2 separate regions of the Capsicum annuum genome follow, and region 1 is linked to region 2. Evidence: chromatin contacts called from public Hi-C data. All regions are on one chromosome and are shown on one strand. The core of a region is the stretch at or near the end of the contact, and the rest is flanking DNA. Distances in the headings are between cores, read along the strand shown.

What was found. Hi-C and Micro-C count contacts between places; a contact is called where the count stands out from the background.
Region 1: a contact with region 2 is called in a Hi-C map of bud, with 2.0 times the contacts expected there. The contact joins the promoter of LOC107855213 here to the enhancer-like site in region 2. A contact is called at or near these places in 2 of 5 Hi-C or Micro-C datasets (bud and placenta).

The regions. Positions count from the first base shown.
Region 1 is chr7:35,526,935-35,533,760 of UCD10Xv1.1, reverse strand. LOC107855213 (mitochondrial outer membrane protein porin 4) reads right to left here and starts at 3,413. Exons shown (of 7, transcript XM_016700205.2): 1 at 3,255-3,413; 2 at 414-484. The coding sequence starts at 462.
Region 2 is chr7:35,451,689-35,459,133 of UCD10Xv1.1, reverse strand. No RefSeq gene overlaps it. Among protein-coding and RNA genes, the nearest start is that of LOC107877780, 11 kb to the left of the region's middle. Within about 2 kb of position 4,308, at least 5 of the 5 cell types and tissues checked have an H3K27ac peak or open chromatin away from gene starts, as enhancers often do. A contact at or near this core is called in bud, where this site is marked.

The DNA.
Region 1 (6,826 bases), core at 2,164-4,663, 76 kb before region 2:
AGTTCCAATAGACAGTTTCTTTTTTTTTTTTTTTAATAACTGTGGTGTCTATCCTACAAACACAGGTGCCAATAACTCTACCTACCAAGACTTGGACAAATGGGAAGAAATCACCGAGTATTTTTATCTCCGTGGAGATTTGAATCTGATACCCTAAGCAGATAGTATCTTGGGGCTAAAATCTAGAGACACCTCCTGCATGGTAGGTACTTAGTTTGTCCTGGCTGAGTTTTAGCAGGTTCAATTACCTAAACAATCTAGGAAGGAGAAACTGCTTGGTTCTTCCAATAGGTTATGCAGATCAAGTTTTAACTGCATTAGTACAGCATCACAATTGTTTTCTTATACTTCTTTTTCCCTTCCTAACAAGTGTCAAAAGCATCAGTATTCATTAAATGATGGTGAATCATTACCTCTTGCCCGTCTGCCAATTTCTGAAAATGGTGCCGGGCTCTTCTCCATCTCTTCTTCAAATGAAATGACTCTGATCAATATTAATAAACAATTAGCATACAATTAGTTATACCCACAAGACCTAAAGAAACGCAGTTAGTTAAGTGAAGGATGTAATAAGGAATGTGAAGGAAATACAACTTTTCTCCCATTATGTACAAACCATAACAAGAATCAAGCAGCGTGAAGTTTTGCATTTACAGTAGACAAATTAGGACTATTAACAAGTTGTTTCTCTGCTTTATGAACTCAATATTATGGCCTTTCTTCAGCTAGTTGTATGCCCTTGCTTGTTCTCAAGCAGAACAATCCTAAAAGAATATCTACAAAAATTAACCATATACAAGCTCGTTCTCGATGAAAACAGAAAAACAAGTACCCAAAAGAACACTAAATGAAATTATTCTGTTCCAATTTCAACAACAAATAACATATTTAAAACTAAGTATTTTCAACCAACTTTGGGGCTGAAGTGAAAAATTGAGTTACAACATCATAAACTTGCAATTTCTTTTTCTTTTTTTCTAAAATTGGTAAAAAGACATGAAATTTCTTGTGACAAGTACCTCATGACTTTCAAATTCATAAATAAACTTCTCTACAGTCTACTGTCAGCAGTGTCTATCTTGGTATCAATTTCTCAATTTCCCCATTATTAACATGAGCCTAATACATTTCTTTGACTATCAAGGCATACTATAACACAAACAGCCATCTGGTTAATGAACGTATTAACCCCAAACTCCATATATTTTTCTTTCTTTCCAGAACAACCACATTAAAATTATTAGTGAAACTTCAAACAAGTCTAATGTAAACCCCATTTTGTATATATTAGTAAGTGGCTTTTCAATTATTTGACTACCTAAATGCATTAAAACAGTATACCTATTAGACGTTACTGCAATCCAAAGAACACCAAAAGTAAAACCCACCCACACACACACAAATATCCCCACAACTTATATAAGCATAATACATTTCTTTGACTATCTAAGCATACTATACACAAACAGCCATCTAATTAATGGACATATTAACCCTAAACTCCATATATTTTTCTTCCTTTCCAAAACAAGTACATTGAAAATATTAGTGGAACTTCAAACAAGATTGCCTTCTGTACCCCATTTTGTTTACTCTCTCCATTCCAATTTAAGTCTTAATTTACTTTTTAACAGTTTCAAGAAGAATGATTTCTTTTTTTGGCAGTTCTTTAATCCTAACTTTACACATGGCTTGTTTAAGACCACAAAATTAAAAAACATTTTCATACATTGTACATATCCACAAGATTCAAAAGTTTTCTTTATTTTCTTAAACTCTATGCCAAGTCAAAATCAAACAAACAAAAAAGATCGTCCAAAATAAGTATATTAACCCAAACTCCATACATTTTTCTTCCTTTTGAAATTAAGTACATTGGAATTATTAGTGAAACTTCAAACAAGGTTTGTCTTCTACAAACCCCATTTTGTTTACTCTCTCAGTTTCAATTTGTTTGCCTTAATGTCCTCTTTAGTCCGTTTCCAAAAAAAGCACCTTTCGTTCTTTTTTTGGCAACTCTTTAATACTGACTTCCCACAAGGCTTGTTGAAAACCACAAGATTAAAGGTAATTTTGGTACATTCCACACATCTTTAATTCAAAAGTCTTGTTTACTTTCAAAAACTCCGTACCAAGAAAAACTCGGACAATCAAATTGAAACAAAGGGGGTATATTACCAAGTGATCTTTTCAATTCTTTGACTACCTAAAATCATCAAAACCGTGATCGCTAAGAAGTAAATGCAATCAATAATCAACCAAAGGAACCCAAAACTAAAACTAAAGTCCATCTCATAAAGAATGATCATTCTCTTTCCCCGTAGCTTGTTTAAGACTACAAAATTAATGGGCATTTTGAAACATTTTACATAGTTTTTTCTTTTTCTTTTTCTTTTTTTAATACCCATGTTGTCCAGGCTAGTTTCCACGCACCTTGACTAAATCCACGGGATACTTGTCACCTCCCATCAATAACAAATATCAAGTAACTCTGTCCATCAAGGCTAACGTAGATGGGAAGAATCACCTAGCATTTTTGTCTTTGCTGAAATTTGAACCTAAGAACGCAAGTTCTTAGCCCACTTTTTCATTGACTACTACGCCACCTCCTTGGGTGCAAGTGGCATTTCAATTATTTGACAAACTTTTTTCTCCATAAAGGTAATTTTAATTATTACTCCCTTCATTTCAATTCATTTGCCTTACTTTCCTTTTCCGTCCATTTCAAAAGGAATGACTCTTTCCTTTTTGGCAACTATTTACTAGCAACATTCCACATGACATCAATTTATCCCATTTTGAAATTGGTTTATTCTGCAGCAGCAACTGCTAGTTATACTAACTAGTTTTTTTTCCTCGACTAATGGCTTGACTGGTAGCAACCGGTTCTAGTAAATAAGATATAGGAACATAAGATAAAGGGTATTTTGGTAAATTTCACATATAATTAGGTTAAAAACATAAGATTAGAGAGTATTTTAATACATTTCACATATATTTAGGTTAATAGAACTAACATTCAAAAGTTTCGTGTCAAGTCAAAACCAAACAAATAAATTAAAACAGAGAGAGTATATGACTACCTAAAAGCATCAAAAATAGTCAATGCAATCAACAATCAACCCAAAACTAAAATAATCAACTACAACAAACATATTTTGTATAAAATTATATGCAATTTTTTCAATTTTCAAGATTACAAATTAGCTACATATTGCATTAAAGAAAAACTTAAATGGGTTCTCTTCACTGACCTATTTTGGTTCTCGACAGAGACGCAGAAATCGCCGTCGAGATTTGGGGTACGCAAAACAAAACGACTCAAACGTTTAGCTTAAACCTCTTAACTCTCTCTATTCAATACCTCAGGGGTTTATTTGTCTTTATAAGCAATTTATCATTTTCCTTATATTGCAACTTGGATCTTGGATCTTGGACTTGGGCCTAATATGATGAATGAGTCCAAATCACAACTGGGTCGGTAGGTGTGTTTATGGTTGGTTTGGGTTAATTATTAGGAAAAATTACATAAATCCCATATTTAAGACATCATATTACCTAATATATCTTAATATTTTAAAAATTACATAAAATTCCTATTTGCATATTTACTGGTGATACATATGTTATAACTTGAACACCCTATTTTCTATCCACTTTTCACTCTCATCTCTCTCATCATTTTACGCATCATCCTTTTTTTTCCCACAAATTACTCCCTTAAAATCTCTCCCATTTTAGTAGATTCTGAGTCAACTTCAGTTCAACCGTAATCGTTCATCCTTTAATTTCAAAAATTGGCAACTTCTTCAAAGAGGTTAGCTTTTGATTTGTGCTTTAAAATCCTTTTGTGTTGATTTATTTTATCTTCAATGGATAATGAAGATTCACCCTCATTCAGCTTGGGGATTTCACAAATTGAAACTCAAAAAGTTGTTCATTATAGTAATCAAGTAGTGGGTTTTACTGGCAATTTTGATTACACCAAATTAGGTTTTAGTGAAAATAGATCAAAGCAGCGAAACGATCCTGAATAATTAAAGATTTTTAGAGAAGCTTTAGCTGCTAAAAATTAATTTTCCGACATGCAAATGGAATATCAGGATGAAATTGAACAAATTTCCGTCTGATCAGGTATTATTTTCGCAACTAATTCATAAATGGTGATTCATATAACTGATTTTTTTAACTGGTGATTCATATGGGTGATTCATATAATTACAGATTAATTGATTACTTGGTGATTCATATTTTTTTGGGTGATTCATATGGGTGAAACACTAAAATGATATTTTAATTGGCGATACATATATTGTGTTGGTGATTCACAAATAGTGATTCATTTGACTGATTCTTTTAACTGGTGATTCATATAATTATTTGGCGCAATCAAGTAATTGTTGGAATGATGAGGTATGCCTCAGAGAAATATATATATAGCAATTAACTTTTTTATTAATTTTTATTATTTAAGCACAAACTGATTTTTACAACAAGACCCAAAAAATTTAATGTTTGCAGTATGAATATAGCTTTTCTGGTAGCAGATGTATCATAGTGATACATCTGGGTCTCATATGTGTTACTGTGATACATATGTTGTCTAACTTGAATTTAACTTGAAAATTTAATAAGGAAGCATGGCTTAGTGTTATCATTTAAACAACTGATTATTATTATTTGTTGATGATTGAAGGAAATGAATGTTGATGATTTGTACTAGCGAAACCCGACTAGTCTGGTTGAAGTATAGGTTTCATCAAATAATATTATGATCTTTATTCCTTTGGTCGTGATGATTGTTTTGGTTATTCTTGCGCAAGATTTGATCTTCATATCCAATGCTTAAAACTTTTGAACTACATTCTGCTGCATTTTTTTATGAGCAAGATTTAATTTCTATGCTGCATCCTGTTATAAGCGATGTGCAACTCGATACATTTGTTGTAGATTTAGCTTGTCTTTATGTTTCATGCGGAGTTGTGATTACTATATCTTTCTTTATAGTAATTAATATTTCAAGTCTTGTGTATGCCTTAAATGAATCACCTGTTCTTACACATCTTAGTTTTATATTAGAGTATATCGATGTGGTATTCTACTATCTTAGAAAGAAAGCAAAACTGGATACAACCAGTGAATATAGATATACCATTGTGAATTGCGTGTTCATGAACTATATCCATGATACATACACTCATTATCACCGAAGTCATTCTGAGATTGATCTCAGCTTGCATGACGAAAACGTTCGCTTAATGAAAGTGGCTTCGATGGAGAGATCAATTTATGAGATTATGCAAGGACTATGCATTCCATCTAGTATTCCATGGCATTTGATAGACGAGGTGTATGTGCCAATAAATTATAAAGGGTCGTTTCACTGGGTGTTGGCAGTCATAGTACTCAAGAAAAGATGCATTCGTGTGTATGGTTCGTTGAAAAGTCATAGATGTCATGCTAATGAAATAAAGGAGCTTGCTGAAATATTGTCAACTTATTTGACAATATCTTATTTTTTTTTTAGAAAAAAGATCGCACAAACTGGTCACTTCTAGATGCATATAAGAAAAAGATGGACCAGCACGCATTTGATGTTCACATTATTGATGGAATTATACAACAATCAAGTGATACGTTGTAAGTATCATTTATTCTTTTGAATAAGAGCTCACGACAACACATAAAATACCTACTTTTCTATTTTCAGGGATTGTGGCTTGTTTGTTGCAGCATATGCTGAATTTTTAAGTGACCGACATCAAATACCATCTTCAAAGTTTGATCCAAAAAAGCATCGTACAAGATACGCATCCTTGTTATGAGACTATGGTGTGAACAAGGCATGCACTGGATATGTTGGTGACAACCAGGATCCGCCTAGGCCTAAACGCACTTTCATTCGATCTGAGGATACAGAGATGATTGATGTTGAACCGTAGTTGTCTAGTATTTATTGTGTGACAAAAAGATATTGATTTCTTATGTTTGTGGAATTCTGGTTTTTCAGTTTTTTTATGTTTGAAAATTTCAGGATATATCATGACAACGAGTTTTTTTGTATAAAATGTCATGACATTCTATCTTAGAAGCAGATCTGGTATTAGTACTTTTGTGGGTAGTTCAACTTACATAATCTATCACTAATTTTCAGTTTTATCTATTGATATGTAGCATCACTATTTTGTTAACAATCACAAGTGATCTAATATGTATCACCAAATACCATATAAATCACCATTTATATTACTAACCAGTTTTTATATGAATCACCAAATACAACTTAATATGTTAAGTTGTATTCTGTTATCACCATTTATATTCTGTAATCATATGAATCTCCACTTTCACGAATAACCAGTTAAATAAATCACTAATTATATGAATCTCCATTTTTTAAATGGTTAAAATAAATCACCAGTTAAAAATGATTAAACCTGAATAAACTGTAACCAATATGTTGAAAATGGATCACCATGTTAATTTTAATTTCTAATATGAATCAACTAATTTTACACGAATGGTTTATATGAATCACATAACAATATTATTTTTAATATTTATCGCCAAATACCATATAAATCACCATTTATATTATTAACCAGTTTTTATATGAATCACCAAATATAACTTAATATGTTAAGTTGTATTATGTTATTGCCATTTATATTTTGTAATCATATGATCTCCAGTTTCATGAATAACCAGTTACATATATAAATCACTAATTATATGAATCACCATTTTTCAAATGGTTAAAATGAATCACCAGTTAAAAATGATTAAAACTGAATAAACTGTAACCAATATCCAATATATTGAAAAT
Region 2 (7,445 bases), core at 3,059-5,558:
GGTGGGAGATTAACATCTTTAAGTGGATATAGCCATATTAGTTGAAGACTATGTTACTGGAATCTCAAAAACTGATGTCTCGGTCTTGCCGGATTCTTCAAACATACACGCACCATTTTTAAAGAGTTCGAGCAACATAAATTGGACGTGATTCAGTTGAAAAAAGAAGAAAGTTGTTTCTGACTTTTACTTGTACTATACTATTTTCTGTTTATAGAGAGTTTATCTTATTCTTTCTTTTTAGGTTTTACAAGTCCATCCTATTGTCTATACCCCAAATCCTCCTTGAAATTCAAGGAAGCATTGTTCTGTTCCGTAGCATGAAAAAATCCACTTAGAATTATAAGATGTCAAAACACTCAATGATTTCTATATTGATCCGTTCAAGCTTTGGTGGATAGAGTTATCTGATATTTGTGTTGTTGATAAATAGCAGCTATCCCATGGAATATTCATGGTGCTTACAAATTGGTTCGAACACTTTTTTGAGTATAATATTATTTTCTTTTGTAGAAGTTTCTTTTATTTTTCTTTTTAGTGTTTTCAAGTCCATCATATTGTATATTCCCTAATCTTTCTTTAAATTCAAAGAAGCATTGTTCTATGCTATATCTTGAAAAGACTTACTAAGGATCATAAGTTTTCAGAATCTGTAACTTTTTTTTTTTCTATTCTACAAACTTTACTACTAAAGAATTTTAATTTCTAATGAATCTTGAGTTTTCCTGCTTAGCACTTTGTCAATATAATTTTTATTTTACCTCTTGAATACAAAACTTTTACAGCGCGATACTTGACAATTTGCACAAGATAGTCAAAGCAGGAGCCTATCCTTATCAACGTGCATTCAAAATTCTGTATCCGTATTTGATCATCTTAGAAATGGAAGTAGTTTGTTTTCTGAATACAGTGAAAGTTTATATATAAGGATACTCAATAAACATACATGAAGGTCATACACCTCAATTCAAATAGAATTTATGTCAATAGAATATGTTAATAAAAAATTTGCGCATTTCTCTCGACATATTCAATAAATCTTTGACTGCTTTCAATATAATAATTTGATAATGCAAAGTGTCATAGAGCTATAGATCCTTGGTGACATTAGCGAATGATATATCATCATTACATATAGGGCAAATCTGCAAAGAAAAATATAGAGAAGTATGAACATTAAGAAATTATATATATACAATAACAAAAGATACATACATCTACAATAACACAATATTAGAGATACAAAATGCTTAAATTGTATCTATTGTTTTACAAAATATGTATTTTTGATATAAATATTTGAATTCGAAAAAAATAAAATAATGCGAGATACATATAATATACCTCTCATACACAATATGTATCTTTAAGCTTACTACATGCATCTTTAATATGATAATTTCACTAAAACTTTAAAACAAAAGTTACATATAAAACTTAAAGAGATAACAAGAGATACAAGATATTGAAAAAAGTATCATGTATATCTAAATATGTATCTAAGCCTAAAGTTATCCAGATCTGAAATAACAAGAGATACATAAATCCACAATAACACAAAATCAGATATACAAAAAACTTAAAATGTATTTGTTGTTTTACAGAATATGTATCTTTGGTATAAATAATTGAATCAAAATAAAAAAATAATGTGAGATACATACAAAACATCCTCGTACACAATATGTTTCTTTAAACTTACTAACATGTATCTTTGATATGCTTATTCCACTAAAATTTTAAAAACAAGAGATACATATAAAAACATAAACGGAGAACAAAAGATACAAGAAATTAAAAAAAGTATCTTTAGTGTCTTAATATGTATCTCGGCCTAAAATTGTCATGTCTGAAGATGCAAATACCTCTGAAAGCACATCTCTTGAAATAACTTCAATAACTCTTCTCTTCAAGCTTCAATTATTTACCTTCTGATTCAAATTCGCCTAACAAAATCAATCCTTTTTCAAAAATATATATATATATATATATATAATGAAAATAACCTGGCGGCATTCACGCTTCATTTGTCGTTTAGATTTCTTATCCTTAATAATGGGAGCACTTTTAGTCTCAGATACATCATCATTTTGGATTCAAACAACGTCCTCCTTGTTCTTGGTAGAAGGTCTAGAAGGTGGAGGGGGAAGATACTCTCTCTTTAAAGGAGCTATAGCTTTAGCTACTAACTCTTCCGCCGTTCTAAATTTTTGAGTTACTTCATTATCGTCGTTGGTTGATGACGGAGGTTGTAGTGGAGTTTCCGGCTGCTCCGCCAGATTCGCCGGCGACTGGTCCATAACACCAAAAATTACTTTGTAAAAAAAGTCCCAAATTATTATTTTTTTTGAAATAAAATCGTCAGCCAAGATTAGAAGAAATTGAAAAAGATTTTAGGGGAAAATTTTACCTTACTTCAAAATTTTGAATTAGAGGAAAAAATGAGATTGAAACCGGCCCCTAAAATAATGGCATAGAATGAAGAGAAATCGTTCTTAATTTGATAAAGTAAAGGCGTAGGATGAGGGGCTTTTAACATGTATCTCAACTTTTAGTAAAGTAGTAAATGTTGAAATATATGTAATATTTTTAAAGTATCAAATTTTTTAATAATTTAAAAACTTAAATTGTTCTTTTAGGTAATTTTTCCTAATATAATCTTACTTGAATAAAGCTGAAAGGCCCAAAGAGTATTGTGTCCTTTCTAAGTCCAAATAGTTTGTTGTGAACAATTGAACCCCATGGGCCATGATGTTGTGGCAAAGCCCAAAGGTGACATGACATGGGTAGTGTGTGGCAAAGCCCAAAAAGATAAGGGTGTGTCATTAAAAAGAAGGTAGGGAAAATTGAGTTCAATAAGGGGTTGTTTGGTAGGGTACATAAAAATAACTCTGAATAAAATGTATTAATAATGACTGTATTATTAATGCAAGTATTAGTAATGTTGGTATTAGTTATACAAATATCATTTTTTACAGAGTGTTTGGTTCAATGTATTAAAAATAATATATATTTATATTTTATTATAAAAAGATATTTATTTACCAAAATACCCTTCTTTTTTACTTCTCTTTGAAGAACAGCAGTAGCAGTAGCTACTGCTGGAAAATCCGATGACGCACCAACAATACAGTTAGGGGTGGGCGTTCGGTATTCGATTCGCTATTATTATAATTCGAATTTGGTAATTCAATAATCAGTAAATGAAAGTACATACCAAATACCATACCATTAAATTTCGATTTGGTAATTCGGTAATCGATAAATTAAACTTTGATTCGGTACGGTGTTTGATAAGACCATATTAAATTTAAATTTGGTAGACTCTACTCTAGGCCAACGGTAACAGTTTTCTTTAGAACTTAAATCAAAACACAAGATAAAGTTTCAGCCCTATGCCTTACAGAAATAACACTTTTTAACACTTCATCAGTAATGTTTCATAGCTCATTCATCATAATTTAACATAATAACTATTTAATGCAGCAATTGCTCCGGAAGATAATAGCCACATTTGTTCCTCAAATATTTGCCTCGTAGTGACTAGTGAGTGAGTTTAAATAAAAGAATTCACCAACCCTTTCATAAAAAATAACTTAGGAGATATTTAAAATCACAAAACATAGCGTCAAACCTTTTTGATAACTTAGTTACTTAGATAAAGCAGGAAATGAGTAACTCTGCATCAACTCTCTCACTGGACATAACTTAGATATACCTACAAGTTGCAACAAGACTAGATAAGTTCAGGTTGTCTTGATAGATAGAACCAGAATGAAGAAAACACAAGTAATATGAAACAATAACTTCATATTTGAACATGTTGTCCACTGCTGCTAACAATAAAAATTTTAAAAGAGATTTTCATTTTAAAATTTTAAAATGAATATAGTATTATAGACTTTTAGGTTGTGGACTTTTTTTGATTTTTTGTAGAATATTAATTTGGACTCGTGGCCTATGGAGTATAGACTATAGTCAGTTAACAATAATTTGATATTCGGTAAATACCAAATACCAAATGGTAGTAATATCTTTTACCAATTCCAAACCCAAATACCGTAATTTTAAAATTTTACTCCTAATTACCATATCAAATACCGAATACCAAATTCTTCGATTTTTCAGTAATTCGATTTTTGATATTTTATACCCTGCCCTAAATACACCTACAAATCAGCTACAATCCGAGGACGCACTAGCAATACAGCTACAAATCAGCTACAATCCAAGGACGCACCAGCAATACAACTACAAATCAGCTAGTAGCAGCAACAGCAACACGCAGGAAGCCAAATATCTTCATGGAGGCAGCAGCAATACAGCTATAAATCAGCAGCAGCTACAAGACGGAGCAAAAAAGTGGAGGTAGCAACTACTCAGAGAAAAAAAAAACTGAAAAGAGGGGTAAATTTATCATTTAACAAATTAATGCATGTGTTAGAGATTTCGTATTACTAATACATGGGAACTGGTGTGTATTATTAATACACCCTTCAATATACAATAGTGTGTATAACTAATGCTTGTATTAGTTATACATAGACTAAAAATTGTATCAAACAAGGCACTTATAATACACATTAACTAATACATGCACTATTTTTTTCAATACACTCTACCAAACGATTAACATATCAGTTGTTTTTCTCTCCACCCATCCAACACCCCCAGTTCTTACTCCTTACACTTTGGATGGTGGTTTGTCATGATTTCATAATGTATGGTATAGTATGATATGATATTGTATTGTGCAGTATAACACAATACAATGTCTGAATGAACTGTATTGTTCATTGTTGTTTAATAGCAATTTTATTATTTGGTTTGATGGTATGGTACTGTATCGTAACCTGTAAGTTTACTAAAATATCCTTCATTGTAAGAAATATTAAATTTATCAATAATTGTTAATAAAATAGTTTCTTCCTATTAATTTGTCACAAATTATGCCATGTAAATATATTAAGTCGTTAAATTCATATAAATTCTAACAAAATCAATATAAGAGTAGATCAAAATAAGTGTAATTAGATTATTTTTTATTGTAACAAATTTTATTTCTTTTTGGTGTTTTGAAACCTAACACCAATGATAAATACAAAGTTTGAATGCATCTTTTGTGTATTCTACGAGTGTGTTCACTATGGAATTCAAAAAAAAAAAAAATTAGGAAAATAAATTGTTTCTTATTTATTTTCTTGTATTTATCACACAAATAGAATCTTTTTCTCTAAAAAAATTTGTATATATTTAACACAAAATAATGAGAACGAATAAGATAAGTGGGGAGGGGTTGTTGGTAGGAGTTGGAGGTGGTGGTGAGGTATGAATAAATTTCTTAAACTTTTTAAAAAATAAAAAGAAAATTGACAGGTGGATGGGATGAGGGTAGCTTGTGGGGGAAGGGGTAGGAAGTGGGTGAAGGTGGGGTAAGAAAAAAATTTAAAATATTTTAAAAAAATAAATTCTAAAAAAGATTGAGGTGGGGTTTGGTTAGGGGTTGGGACAGGGAAGTGAGATAAGAAAAAAGTTTAAAATTTTTTAAATAGAAATTTAATTTTTTTTTGTGTGTGTGTGGGGGGAGGGGGAGTTTTGGTGGGGCGGAGGTCAAACTTGTGAGGTATGTTAATATATATATATATGTGTGTGTGTAATAGAGATATTTTTGTTATAAAAAAATAATTTTCTGCTTCTTCCCAAAAGCAGAAAAACTGCTTCTGCTTATTTTTAAGAACATTTTTACAAATTTATCAAACATCTTTTTTTAAAAAAAAATATTTTTTTCTCAAAATAAATATTTATTTTGAAAAATAAATAATCTCAAACAGACACTTAGTAACCATATCATATCATATAGATCCCTTTCTGTAACAAATGATGTCCAAGATTTTTGACCATTTTGGATTTTAACATGCTGATCTAGGCTAACTAACTTGGGAGTATGAAATTATTGAATATATTTGTTAGAAGAACATGTTGAAAGTTGCTAGACAAGTGTAAATATTTCCAAAGTAGTTTCCTAGGAAAGTCTTAATTTTTTTTTAAAATGTCATACAGTAGTGTTATTTTAATTATTTAGTTGACCTTCAATTAATACAAAATGACCCTTCTTCCTCAAGACTGGTAGAATTATAAAATTCATTGGCTGGATGCAACAATTTAATAGTTACTTTATCCTTCTGAATGTGAATGGCATCAGTATCCATTTTGTAAGTCATCAGTTTATCATTGTTTTTAAGGTAGGTATTTGAAATACTTCTAAAAATATGCAAGAATCAGGCCTTTAGAAATTTCTTAGCCTTTTCCTTTTACTATTATCTCTTAGATTTCTTGAAATTTTTTTGAAAAATAACTTTGGAAAATGTACTACACTCGTATGTTATGTCTCAACTTATACTCAAGTGTATAATGGGTAGTTAAGCTATTCAGGAAAAGCATGTCAAAGTTTTTAAGTATGTAAGTGAACTTTAATTGGAATAGACCTCAAGTTTTATTGGCTCATTGAGACAAGAGTTTAAGTTTGGTGCATTATTGGTGCGTTTTCGTTTTACATCATGCAATTTTTATAGAATTAAAGGAGGTGACATATCTGTTAGGTTTTTACCCTGATTTTCTTACTAAAATTAAGTTTTATTTTTTCTTATAAAGAAAATAAAAGTAATCATAAATACTTTTACTTTTAAATATAAAACTTTTCCATATTTGGCTAACCTCTTTCTTGAAGGAAAAGTTTTGAAACTCTATAAATAAAAGACTCCTCTTCTCATACTCCTCTTCTCATACCTTAACACAATAACATCCACAATGTAGTCTTTAAAGAATTTTTTTTAGGGGGAGATTTCTCCTAATAGATTTTAAATTTTTTCAATTTTATTTTTAATATGTAGGCCGTTTGGTCAAACCATATTAATAATATGCCTTTTAGTATTATGTTTTTTGTCGTCTGATTTATCGTTTTATGATTTGGCAACTAAAAGCTTCCACATGACGCCCTCTCAATTTCAAACCCAACGAGTGGTATCAAAGCCTACAGTTCAAAGCTCCAATAATTTGGTGAAACGAGATTAAACAGGTTCAAATCGGTTTCAAATCAAGTTGCAATCAATTTGGCGATAATGATGTTTTTGTCCAACTACATGTGGAGATGATATTTCAGTCAACAATCTTGCTGTCATATATTTAAAAATAAAGCTCACTTTTAATCCCTACAAAGGGCTCATATATTTTTAACCCGAAAAGGCTCATATATTTTTAATCCAAAAGCTCCATTTTTAATCATGCCAAGCAACAGTGATGAAGACTATATGAAGAACAAAGATCAAAGATGTTAAAAAGACGAATCACGTGAAGGAAAGATTTATTAGGCTTTTTGCCCTGATTTTCTTACCAAAATTAAGTTTTGTTTTTTCTTGTAAGGAAAATAAAAGTAACCATAAATACTT